Regions from separate parts of the Rattus norvegicus genome. Here region 2 is linked to region 1. A link is a contact called in public Hi-C data. All regions are on one chromosome and are shown on one strand. Each heading gives the region's core, a stretch centred on a gene start, on an enhancer-like site or on the middle of the called end of the contact. The rest is flanking DNA. Distances are from core to core; before and after follow the strand shown. Region 1 holds the start of Cebpd (CCAAT/enhancer binding protein delta). Region 2 overlaps Spidr (scaffold protein involved in DNA repair).

Evidence for each region. Hi-C and Micro-C count contacts between places; a contact is called where the count stands out from the background.
Region 2: a contact with region 1 is called in a Hi-C map of liver, with 2.6 times the contacts expected there. The contact joins the enhancer-like site here to the promoter of Cebpd in region 1. A contact is called at or near these places in 4 of 12 Hi-C or Micro-C datasets (frontal cortex, liver, mammary epithelial cells and 1 more).

The regions. Positions count from the first base shown.
Region 1 is chr11:98,267,472-98,273,878 of GRCr8, reverse strand. Cebpd (CCAAT/enhancer binding protein delta) reads right to left here and starts at 5,023. Exons shown (of 1, transcript NM_013154.2): 1 at 3,885-5,023. The coding sequence starts at 4,991. The coding sequence ends at 4,185. It overlaps Spidr (scaffold protein involved in DNA repair), which reads left to right. Exons shown (of 19, transcript NM_001100988.2): 19 at 2,499-3,100. The coding sequence ends at 2,654.
Region 2 is chr11:98,319,784-98,326,181 of GRCr8, reverse strand. All of the region lies in intron 9 of Spidr (scaffold protein involved in DNA repair), which reads left to right. Among named protein-coding and RNA genes, the nearest start is that of Cebpd, 54 kb to the right of the region's middle. Within about 2 kb of position 2,676, at least 49 of the 93 cell types and tissues checked have an H3K27ac peak or open chromatin away from gene starts, as enhancers often do. A contact at or near this core is called in liver, where this site is marked.

The DNA of each region.
Region 1 (6,407 bases), core at 3,774-6,273:
GATAGTAAGTAAAATAACAAAGAGAGATCATAGCTCTTGGAGTCACCTCTGTAGGTGCTCTAGTTTCATAGTCCACATCCACAAAGGAGCTATCCATGCTTGGAGCACATTTTAGCAAGCTGCCCTCAGCTCTGCTCACAGGGACCACTAGCAAGACCTTTACCTCTGACCTGGGGAGGAGCCTAACAGAAGATGGCAAAGGCCTATGTGCAGACACAGCTGCAAGTCATCCACTCTGGATTCTGTGGGTCTTCTGGTGAGAATGCACAGCCACAACGTCCAGAGAATCAAATTAGGGGTCTCCGTAAAAACCATATTCCATTCCCTGGAGCAAATGTACTGTTTCTGGTTAAGATACACGGATGTCACTGTGAATGTGAAAGCAATGGGATTAACTGTTCTTCTTGTTGTTCATTAGTGGTTACATTTTAGTAGTGGAGGATTGAAATCTGTTTCTTCAACTTTCAGAAAAGGCACACATATATTGTATCTAAAAAAAAATTGACATGGGATAACTCAGCAAAATTGTCATTACAAGTAATGGCATGCAGAAAAACTTGGGTTCCATCCCATCACTCAGTTTTTCTCAAAAAGACATGAAATTAAATAAATAATTAAAATCGGAAACATACATTTTCATATATGTAGATACCTATTCATATGGACAGTACATGATTTGCTGGTGTCCGTGTTTTAAATTCATTCTGTTGATTTCCCCAAAGCACATATGACTTATAAAACACGAGTCGAAGGCTCACTCATGGGGAATAGAGCTAAACCTAACGACTTACACAGAAAGGATTTTTCACTGACCTTTATGAAATCCAAATTGCATGCTTTTGAGCGGTGCGTGGTGTTTACACCTGAGAGGTAAGGCAGGAGAATCAGGAAGCCAAGCTTGTCTTCAGCTACGTAACAATCTCTAGGTTAGCCTGAGCTACATCCCATGGGACCTTGACTCGAGAAAACAAAAAAATCCATACTTTTATAGGAGAAGAACATGGGAATGCTGGGGTTGTCGCTTTCACACTTACACAGGCATTGGTTAAGGAAAACAGTAAGAGGCACTGACGGAGCTCTCAGCTTCCCTCCCTTGCCATCCTTCTGCCAAGTAATGGTGACCGGATCCTGGTGCTCTCCCCAGACCTCCCTGTCAGGCAGACTGTGAGCTTGCCATTCATACAGCAAACCTACAGAGAAGCACCTGCCAAGTGTCCAGTCTTCCTCTCTCGACCAGCACTTCTAATTTTTCCGAGCAGGCTATTGAACCACACTGTAGACCTTGTTCGTTGGCAAAGTATTAAGTAAGCTACATTGGGAAATTGAGTCAGCATATGTCATTCTTACATGCCAAACTGATCCTGATGATTACTCTACAAAACAAAGCATCCAGCACGCTCCACACAGATGTTCTCCATACAGTCCCTTCTGGGTTTCATTGGAATGGTCCATCTCTGCTCCACTGGGCATCAGCTGGTACCCTCAAGGCAGGGCTGCAGCCACTGAAGCCTCTCCAGCCAGGGCTGTTGGCCCAACTTCCTCACAGGACTGACTGGGCTGGCCACCTTTCCTAACTGAGCGTAAGGCATCTATCTCTATGTCCCTTCCGCTGCACTGTATCCCAGCCATAAGTTTGAGAACAGAATCAGTATGTCTGGCTCAGACATACTCATCAAACTATGGGCACAGGTACAATGCCCTTAGGACCCAAAGCTGTGTTAGCTACATTCTCTGCCCTCTCCAGCTTCCATCTTCTTGGCCGAAAGTGGCCTGAGTTCCTTGTCGCTGCCTTGTCCAAAGGCCAGGCTAGGGTGCCATCACACTCCTCTGCACTGGCCATCACCTTCCCCAGTCTCCTCCTCAAGCTTGCACTTTTATTTTTAGCCCTGCCCTCACTGAATATACTCGGCAGTTAGATCCATGAAAGCCAAGCCAGGGCACAGTGACACCAGGGACTGACCAGTACCTGTGTCTGTCTAGAGATGAAATTCTCCCAAGATTAACTATGTGGATAAAACCTCCAGTCACATCACCACAGCACAAAAAGAAATGTTTACCCCAATGTAACTCAAGAAGAAATAGAATCCAATTGAAGAGGGAAGTTTGGGGCAAGCACCAGGAAATCCTTTGACCAGAAGTGTTGCTAGATTGGGGAAGTGTCCCCAACGGAAGTGGGAGACATATGCAAGCCAAAGGCCCATCCCCCATGGAAGAACAGCACTTCCTCTGCATATTGTCTTCCAAATCCTGTCCTAGGCCAGTTTATCCTGGCAGCCACTAAAAACAACAAGACTCAACTGTCATAATAAAGTGGTTCATTCATTTGCTATATAATAAAGGGGATTTTTATAATCCACACCCCCAGCCTTCCCACTGGATGGAAGGCTGGAGCTTATGGAAGGAAGGGCCTTTGTCCTGGCTGTGGCTTTGTTGTTGGGAACAGACTGTCCAGGAATCCAGGACTGTTTATGTTAACCAGAATGCTTCTATCACTGCAGAATTATGAAGTAGAGAACATCCTTGGGAAGGAGATGGGACCGTTACTCTGCTTTGTCCAGTCCGTCACTACACAGCAGACCAGCTGCATCACTCTGGAAGAGATTGAGCTTCTGAGTACAGCGGGAGCCACTGCTGCTCCGCCTCCTCCTCCCTGACATCTGCGCCCTTGGCAGTGAGGCCAGGGACTTGATCTGGGGAATCCGAATCGGGTTAACTCTGTAGTGTTTTTATAGTTTTAAGTTTAGTGCGTTTCTTTTCTTTCCTTTTTTTTTTTTTCTGGTAAAGAGGATATTTTGTAAATTAAAATTCAAAATACCTCTGTTCGATCTTTTTTTCTACTTTACCTTCCTACAAATTTGAGGACATTTCTTTGAGTGTTTCTCCTGTCTTCTTTGTCTTCATTTTGTGCTGCTTAGGCATTGTTATTGATCTATTAGGAAATGTGCTTTGTTGTAGTTTAAACTGTTTACAATTAGCAATATGTATGTGGTTTTCTTTGCAGTATTTAATATTCTCTGTAAGACTATTCTGTAAAGCTTCAACCAATATCTCATGTTGAGATATTACTGTTCTGTTAACAATAAATAAATGTCCAACACTTTGTGGTTTTAGTGGTCTAGGAACTGCCAGAGGTGGCACTGTCACCTGTCCACTGTAGGTGAGCTGGGTGTGACGATAGCTGTATAAAACACATTTCTGTACCTTACTCCACTACACACCTGTCAGAGACCCTGAAGAACTGCAGAGGGCAAAGATCACAGACTCACAGCAATCCACAAGCCTGCTTTAGGCAGGGATTTGAATTACAAAGCAAAGCAACTACATATTTGGACCTTGGAGGTTTTGTGTTTTCTTCTGTACTGCAACAGGCTGTGCAGACCAGGGAAGGGTTTGGAACACCCAGTATTCTTAAGGAAAAAGGCATAAACTTTGGGAGGTAGGGGTGGGGATTGAGCCTGCTAACATTACAATTACTGGCACTTGGAGCTGCCCTCTTTGTATACTATGATATTAATTTGTCCTGGTGCACATTTTAAAATCTACATGTCCCTAGGTTGAGGAAAGTAAAAGCAAGGAGGGATCAAGTTTCGGAGTCTCAGCTCTCTTCCACCCTCTCACCCTTCAGCAACCACCTAAAAGTTAGGCCAGCCGTTCTCTGGCCCAGGTCAGCATAGCATACTCTGGGATAACACCTTCCACCTACGCGGAGTAGTCATGCCCTCCCATGTTCCTTCCGCACGGAGTATACAGCAAAAGGAAACTCGTCCATCTCCTTACCCCATGTGGGCAACGCACCTGGTCCTGTGGCTCCCAGGTGCTTGCTTTTCCCTGGTGAGGTCCCAATATGTTGTGTGCGGGAGAGACTGAATATAGGAAGCTGCAGCAATTTAAATGCTTCTTTATTCTTACAAATACTGTAAAAATGAATATAAAAAGCATGCGCAGTCTCTTCCTCTTATCTACAAAAGTCTGTCGGAAAAGTCTTTTCTACAATGTACCTTAGCTGCAATGGTAATAAGACGTAGAAAACGCTACCATTATAAAAAAATAATTTAAGGGGGATTCATATAGCTTCTCTCGCAGTCCAGTGCCCAAGAAACTGTAGCAATTCGGGCGGCGTCTGCTCCCCGCCGTCGGGGTCTGAGGTATCGGTCGTTCGGAGTCTCTAAGGCCCACACCGCGCGTTACCGGCAGTCGGTGCCGGTGGGCGGCAGGAAAGGCGGGCTGGGCAGCTCTTTGAAGAACTGCCGGAGGCTGGCCAGGTCCCGGGTGAGCTGCTCCACACGCTGATGCAGCTTCTCGTTCTCGGCCGACAGCTCCACCAGCTTCTGCTGCATCTCCTGGTTGCGGCGCTTGGCCTTGTCCCGGCTCTTGCGCACAGCGATGTTGTTGCGCTCGCGTCGCTGCCGGTACTCAGGGCTGCCCCGGTCCGGACCCCTCTTGCCGGCGCCCTTCTCTCGGACGGGGCCAGGCGCAAGGCTCGGTCCAGGGCTGCCTCGAGGAGGCTCGGGCGAAGTGGGTGGTGTGGGCTGTGCCGCGGCCGCCAAGCTCACCACTGTCTGCGCGCACACTGCCACTTGCGCCGGCAGCAGGGAGCCCGGCGCGTCGCCGTCGCCCCAGTCGGGTTCGCGCTTCAGCGGGCCCCTGGCGATTGACCCCACACCCGGGGGTCGCGTAGGGCCGCCCTGCAGCAGCTCCAGGCTGCCCGCGCCGGCCGCTTTGTGATTGCTGTTGAAGAGGTCGGCGAAGATCTCGTCGTGGCACAACTCTAGGGTGGGCACGGCAGCCATGGAATCAATGTAGGCGCTGAAGTCGATGGCGCTCTCGTCGTCATACATGGCAGGGGTCGTGGAGCCCGGCTCCCCCAGATCCCCAGGCTCCGGCCCTCGTCCTGGCTTGCCCACCCTGCCTGGCTCGTAGAAGGCCGCGGGCTCTGTGGGCCAGGGTGCGCCGCGTGCTGGGCTGTCTAGGCTGAAAAGAGCGGCGCTCATGGCGGCGTCGGCTGGGCCTGGCGTCCAAGTTGGGCTGTCACCTCGCCGGGACGGACCGCCGCCTTTTCTAGCCCCAGCTGACGCGCACGCCCCGCCCCGGCCCCAGAGGGTCGGGGACCCGAGCAGGGAGGGACCGGGGTGCTGCTGGGAACGACCCGCCCTCTGCCCGCACTCTTGGCCTTCCCTCCTTCCTGTTTGTGCGGTTTGGACCTACTTAGCGGTCTGAGCCTGGAGCGAAATGAAAATCTGGATTTGGCCCCGACGCGCGCTAAGCGGGACGCCTTCAGTCATCGCAAAAGCGGAACTGGGACAGGGCTGGGCAGCCCGAGTCCATGGCTTCTGTCTTGGCGCCTCCGCCTCGGGGCCAGAAGGAGTGAACCGTGGTTCGTGGACCTGGGCCTCAGTCCCCGCCGGTCAAGAACGAGCACAGCCAGCGTGAGTCTCCGGAAATTCGAACCCGCTCCAGCCACATTTCTCGGGGTGCTGAGGCCCAGCTGCCATCGAGGTTAGGTTCAGCAACACAGCCCGATGGACAGACAGATCGACGGGGCTCTCCGCTGACCACAAAGTCGACGGAAGAGAGACCGCCACCCTAACCGCGCGGTGCGTTTCTCCGCACCTGACAGCGGTCTTGGGTGCTCCGGTAACTCTTCAGGTTATTAAAGCTGTGCCACCTGGTGGTAGCATAGCATCTTGCTGTTTCTTTTCCTTGCTAAGTATACCCAAAAGAGATGCTATTTAAAGTAAATGTGGCTGGCTGAGAGAAAACTGAGATTTACATCAATACTCATAAAGGGGTATTAAGTTGCCAGCTCTTCAAATTTCTTGAAAAGATGAAGAGAAATTTCAACTCCAGCTACTCAGACCTGAGACTGGATGGGTAGTTGAATCCCAAGAGTTCAAGTGCCTGACGGCCTGTCTCAAACATGCAAAAGTCAAGAAAATAATCTGTCCAAAATCAGATGTGTCCCTCATATTCCTCCAACTCTTTCCGATTCACCAGGTGTTTTGACCAACATCGGCTGATTTACAGAGCAGCCTAGGTCCTGACTTCAATTCCCGAGGAAAATCCTAATGATGGGCTGTGGAATATCTAATGGCTTTTCTGAAAGAAAGGTAAACACAGCTTTGGAATTTTATAATTGATATAATTGATGTTGATATTTTAACTAATTACCTCTGAGGTTAAAGCCATCGCACATGTGAGTTCATGTACATGCACAGGAAAACCCTGGGAGAAAGTTTTTGGTTCTTAGCCCTGGATGCCAGAGAAGCACGATTAAGGAACACGTGTTTATCCCTCTGAAAGGCCGTTTTCAAGTGAGACAACCTGCTGTTTTTGATTCCTGGGTCCATTCACTACATTTATGAAAATGAAGCTGTGCTTACAAGACAGTGGGGCCAATTAGAAACTCA
Region 2 (6,398 bases), core at 1,427-3,926, 55 kb before region 1:
GTTCTACATTTGGATAAGAGAAAATATAAAATGAGCCTTGAGCTTGGAATATTGGCAATAACAAAAGGAAAGGATGGTGATTAGCCCACCATTTCTGGATAAGTGTAATTACTACCTCATCAAAGAAATGACCCCTTACAACAGAGATCATTGCAGAAAACCACAACTAGATACAATATAGAAATCAACAGACCACGGAGAACCCAACCCCAACCTGTACATCTTCATCATCGTCCCTGCATCTATGGCTCAGAGAACATCAAGGAAAAGATGGCCCAGGTGAGGCCCTATGTTGATCCCTGATAATGCCAAAATGAAAGGGAAAAAGTGGGGCGAAAATAAGGCTTTCCTATCATATTTACAGCCCTGGGTTTGTTCTTTTTTTTTTTTTTTTTTTTTTTTTTTTGGTTGTTTTTTTTTTCGGAGCTGGGGACCGAACCCAGGGCCTTGTGCTTCCTAGGTAAGCGCTCTACCACTGAGCTAAATCCCCAGCCCCCCTGGGTTTGTTCTTAAATGACCAAATGTGATATCTATTCTAACTATAGAATGACACTTTCCTCCCTGGGCTGCATGGCGCTTCCACAGTGATATGGTAGATAATGCCCATTGCATATCAGTGGATCCATGTAACCCAGGCACAGTAAAAGGAATAGTGAGGTCATCGTGTGCCTGAGAAAAATAATGTCAGTCATGAAAATGAAACAAAGAGATTGATGAGGGGCTCTAACATTTACAGAGCAGACAGACATATTGACAAGATGCCCCATGAAGCTTTAGAGACCATGAACAGCAAGATGACACAGGTGGGCCAAAGGAGTTGTCAGTGCCCGCCAAGACTGTGTGGGAAGCTATTATATGGGACAGACATAAACATACTTGGAGATGAAGAGACTTCAGGAAAACATCTCTGGAATAATTTAGGGGAGAAATTTGAAGATATTTCAATATTTTCTTTAATTTTTACAAAAATGATTGAAGGTTGGCAGGAAGGAAGATCAATGATAGAGCTCCTGGGGAGGAGACTTGGCCAATCTGCTAATGGGAGGAACAGAAAGATACAGGGTACGGACGCCAATCTGCAGGGGTGCAGTGCGAGCACGAGTACACCCCAGCTGAGAGTGCCCCAGAGGGAGGAAGTTGGGAGGCACATTATACAGGCTTGCAGGCCAGAGTGGAGTAAGCAGGCTGAAGCAAGTTCACACCTGGAACCAACCTTCCTAGAAAGAAGAGAGTTGCCATCTAACGGTGTCTGCTTGACTACTTACTACCACTGGTACAGGAAACTGCATAGGCTTTAATATTGAAAATAATTTACTTAAAATACATCAAAACAATTTAACAGATTTCTTTAATTTTGTTCCTAGAATGGCTGTTCCTACAATTGTATAATGACTTATAAGGTTTTCATTAATATTGGTGTAGGGCTTGTATGTATGCATTTTACTAACGCTGTTTTCATTTGGTAGACTGTTGTTGCACTCGAATTCCTTCCAGCCCCCGCCCCACAGTAGGTAGGAGACAAGGTTAGAGGGGGAAGGGTGAATAGATCTATTTCAGCCAACAAAATAGACTATTTCCTGTTGATAGAGGCCTTGAATTTCTTGGGGCAAGTCCAATCTTCATCATCAGGATATCTCCAAGCTTCTTTTTCTTGTCTCTTTGGTCATGAACACTTAATGAACTAAAGCAGGGCTGTTGTTGGGGCTCCAGAGTCTCCAAAATTAAACCGTCTCACTAGTCTTCAGGAGCCTCTTACACCTGATGTTGTGTAATACAGATCAGGATTCTGTGTGGAGTCAGAGCCTCGCTCTCCATTCTGCTTTTTCCTTCACAGTCTGACCTCTATATACCAACCCCCTTTAAAAGAAGAGCCTTTTGGTTTCTGAAGCAGCAGAGACAGATATCTGACTTCAGACAGACAGGACTGTTTATTAACACACACAGCGTGGGACAGCCTCTCTCAGGCTACAAACTGAGGGCTCTGCAAGGGAAACGATGACTGTGATCTTTCATCTAGGCGGGGCTAGGGGTTTAGGAATGAGGAAATGGTTATAGTCTATAACTGTCTCACCTACAGTCTGTCCTTCCAGAAATTGTTTGCCTAGTCAAGACAGACAAGCAAGCAAGCTCATCTGTAATCTCATAGGAACTGCTTAATGCTGTGACAGTGGTAGTGGATATGGGATCCTACAGGGTATCAAAACCATACAAACTACATGTTTAGAAGGAAAAGTTATTATTTTTCCTATCCAGTGATACTGGAAAGTTCACATGAAGCCTGATGGCGCATGCCTGTAATTTCGGTACTTAGGAAACTGTAACAATGAGCTTCAGGTTTGAGACAAGCCTGGGATACATAGAGAGACCCTATTTTAGTACATAGAAAGGTAGAAAGGAAGGAAGGAAGGGAAGGAGAACTGTCATGTTTTAGCAAAATATGGTTTTTAAATGAATAAGAAACATTTCTGTATAGCAAAAAAAACACCATGCTGTTAACATCTCTTCATGATAAAAAGATAAACAGCAGGATTAAGTGTTTACTTTGAGATCCCATGCCTGTGGTTTTTTTTTTTTTTTTTTTTTTTTTTTTTTTTGAGAAAAGGGAACGCAGTGTCCTGCGTCTAGTTCCCAGCTGCAAGGAAGCAGCAGCCCTCCTCCTGTCTTCTGGGGAGCTCCTCTCTCATCTGGGTCAAGCCTCTCCTGGCTTTTCCTGCTCCCTGCCACCTTTCTCTGTCTCTCGCTTTTTACTTTTATACTTCATACTCCAGTTCCTTCTCTGTTGTTCTTGAGTCGATGCTTAATAAAAGGTTGCGAAGTAGAGAATAAGATCTTGTAGATCCTCAGACTGCAGCCTCTGACGGTGACCTAGAATAGAACAGCCAGCCTGTCTTGATTCCCGGAATTCTTGGTGAACTGCTAAGAACTGCTGCGATCTCAGCGTAAACACCCACATGGTCACTTAATCTTCCTTCTTGGCAAATCTGCATGTGCTGACACACACGTCCACAGTTTCCCTTGTTCCTTCTCTGTGGAGCAGTGAAATTGTACCACTGAATGAAAGAAAGAGAAGTTAGTTTAGAAAAAAGAGGGTGAGATTAAAATGCTCAGAGGAATTGTAGCCTTAAATTCCCCTTTACAAATCTAACTTTTTTTTCTTTGTCATTCATTTTATCGTTTTTGGTTTTTTTTTTATTATATATAACTTTTAAAGTGTTCTACAATGAAGCTGATAAAGGGAAGAAATAAAAAGCTTTTCAGGATCTGGATATAGCTTTGACTGAATGCTTGATGTCCATACATGAGGCCCTGAGTTCAATCACTAGTGCATGTAAGTGTGTGTGTGTGTGTGTGTGTGTGTGTGTGTGTGTGTGTGTGTGTAAACACATATACACACACAGAAGGGAAAAGGCAAATATTAACTATATAATAGACCTTTACATGTTAGACCTCTTATGTGTGTTGTTTTGCATTTCTGAAAAGGTTAATATGGGTTCACAAATATCATCTGCTTACTCTTTGTTGTTTTGTTTGTTCTTGAAACAGGGTCTCACTGTGTATCACAGAGTAGCTTTGGACTTTCCGTATATAGCCCACAGTGGCCTCAAATCATGATCTCTGCCTTGGCCCCGAGATTAGAGGCTGATGTCACTATGTCTGTCTCCAATGTCGTGGTTCTTCCTAGGTGGAGCTGAGTGACTGCCTAGGACAGGGAAAATGAGGGTCTGCATTTCAAGTCATGTTTTGCTTTACCCTTAGCAGAAACTTACATTACACATAAAACAACAGTAACTAAGGGATGAGATTGCCTCTATAAAACCCATCGTCACAGGTTGGTTCAAACAGAAGCTTCCTATCTCTCCCTCTTTGCTTTCACATAAAGATTCCCCCCCGTCTATGAAGACAAGTACATGAATATCACTAGCAATTCAGATTGTCTAGTTGGATGACAGAAACTACGATTTTTGAGTTTGGAAAAAGTATAGTAACACGGCTGGTGTTAAGCAAATTAAAGTCGCCTGGATCGTGTGGGAGTAAGGATTGACACTAGGGCTGTGTTCCTCAGTCACAGAGCACAGCCGTCTCCTCTGCCAGAGACACGGAAACCTGTTTGGGTAAGGGTGTTTATTTTCTGCCTCGGTGCTTTAAGAGTGGAATTTGCCTGTTAGAACGTTACTCCAAGGACAAAATGATGAGCTGTCTGATAGAACAAACCCAGTTCTGGTGCACTCTGTGGGATAATAGTCCTCTCTCCTTTATCACAGGTGCTCACAAACAGTTTTAAAAGCTCCCTGTTTGCTGTCAGTTTCAGTCTGGGTTGAAAACTGTGTTGTTTTTTTTTTTAAGTATAACTCTCATGGTAGATCTATTTCTAGCTTTTTGAGGCACCTCCACACTGATTTCCATAATGACTGCCAGTTTGCACTCCCACAGGCAGTGAGTAAATGTTCTCTTTTCCCTGCATCCACACTAGCGTCTTCCCTGCATCTACGCTAGCATCTGTTTTCTTAATATCTTTCTTTTTTTTCTTTCTTTCTTTTTAAATCCTGACAATTCTGCCAAGGGTTGAGGTATGAAATCATAAAGTGTTTTTAATTTGCATTTCCCTGGTGGTGTATTTTAAAATATTTAAAAATGTTTCTCGGCCGTTTGCATTATAGCTTTTGAAATATAGTTCTATGGATACTTTCTGTTGTGATAAAATACTATAACCAAAAAGCAGCTTAGGAATAAAAAAATTTATTTTGCCTTAGAGTTCCAAAGGGATAGAAACCATCACAGTGTGGGAGCTGTGGCAGCATGTAGGGAAGTAAGGTGGCAAGATCAGGAAACTGATCATTCATTCATCTATACACAGAAGTAAAGTGAAGCACTACACTCTCAAATTTAGCCCCTAGTGACCACTTCCTCTAACAAGGTTCCATCTCCCAAAGCTTCTATGAAGTCCACAGACAATGGCCCCAACATGGCAATCAGCTATTTAAGTATATGAGCGTATAGGAGACATCCCATTCCTATTCAAACCGCCACACTTGTCTACTGGAACTAAATGATGAGATTTTTTTTTTTTTTTTTTTTTTTGGTGAGGACATTACAACACAGAAAGTGAAGCTAGGGTTGAGCCAGAAGCTTCCTTTGCTGATGAAAAGCTTTCCCAGCTTTTGGGGGCAGGGATGACGAGGGAGAAGAGTCATCAATGATCTTGCCCACTGGTAGACCACTGATGCTATAGTACCAGCCTGTTGGGGATCTGTGCCAATACTGGTGCAGTAGGACCACCGGAACGATAATGGGGTGACCATTCTAGATTATAAAGCATTTGCCCTTGGGTTTAAGGTCAATGCTTGGAGAGGAAATTCATTCCTGATATGCTATATCTGGTATTTTATAAAACCTCACTGCCAAGGAGATCATACTTGGGGGTGTGGAAGCTACTGCTTTACCAAATAAACATGGTGTAAGTCTGTCTCCTACATAGAATAATGATTTCAATATTCATTGGAGAAGCTTCTTTTTGCAGTAGGCATTGGTTAATGCAGAAACTTAAACCTGACCCAAGTACTGAGAATAAATAAATGCTAATTGTTCTTCCTGAAACAGGCCATCTATGTTATCTGTCTCCTTGCACCCAAAACTTACCCAAAGAGAGGGAGACAAAATGTAAAAGCTGAAAGATAGGGAGGAGTGCTGTGCACTAGTCAGTTTCATGTCAACTGACACAAGCCAGTTAAGAAAAGCTTCCAGAAGACTTGCCTATATACACATTTAATAGGCATTTTCTTAACTAGAATAAGAAAATGAGATAGCCCAGCCTATGGGAGCTGATGCCACCCTCTGGGCACGTGGTCTTGGATCATATAAAAAAGAAGGCTGAGCAAGCCATTGGTCAGTGTTTCCTTTACAGCTTCTGCATCAGCTCCTGCATCCAGACTTCTGTCTTGAGTTACTTCATTGACTACAAACCCTAGAATCAAATAAACCCTTTCCTCCCAAAGTTGCTTACGGTCAGTGTCTTTATCACAGCAATAGCATCAATCCTAAAACAGCTGCAAAATGCTGTCTTCTGGACGTGATGATATTATTCTCAGGGACTCACAGCAGCTGTAGGTTGCATGCACAAAACTGACCCTAGCAACAGTCCAGTGTGGATGAAGCAGGGGCTCACGAGGACCTACCATGACTGAGAAACTGTGGGCAGTTCATGGCTGGTAGGGGAAGAGAAGCCATTTTTTAGGTGGTGTAGCTACTGATAAAGTTACCCATACTCCAATAAATAAGCTCCAACCTGTGCTCATGAAACAACTTGACTTGAACTCAGTGAATTATTAAACAAACAAAATAAACAAACACATGGCACATCCAGCACTTGGGATCGAAGGGTTATCCTCAACCACTCAACA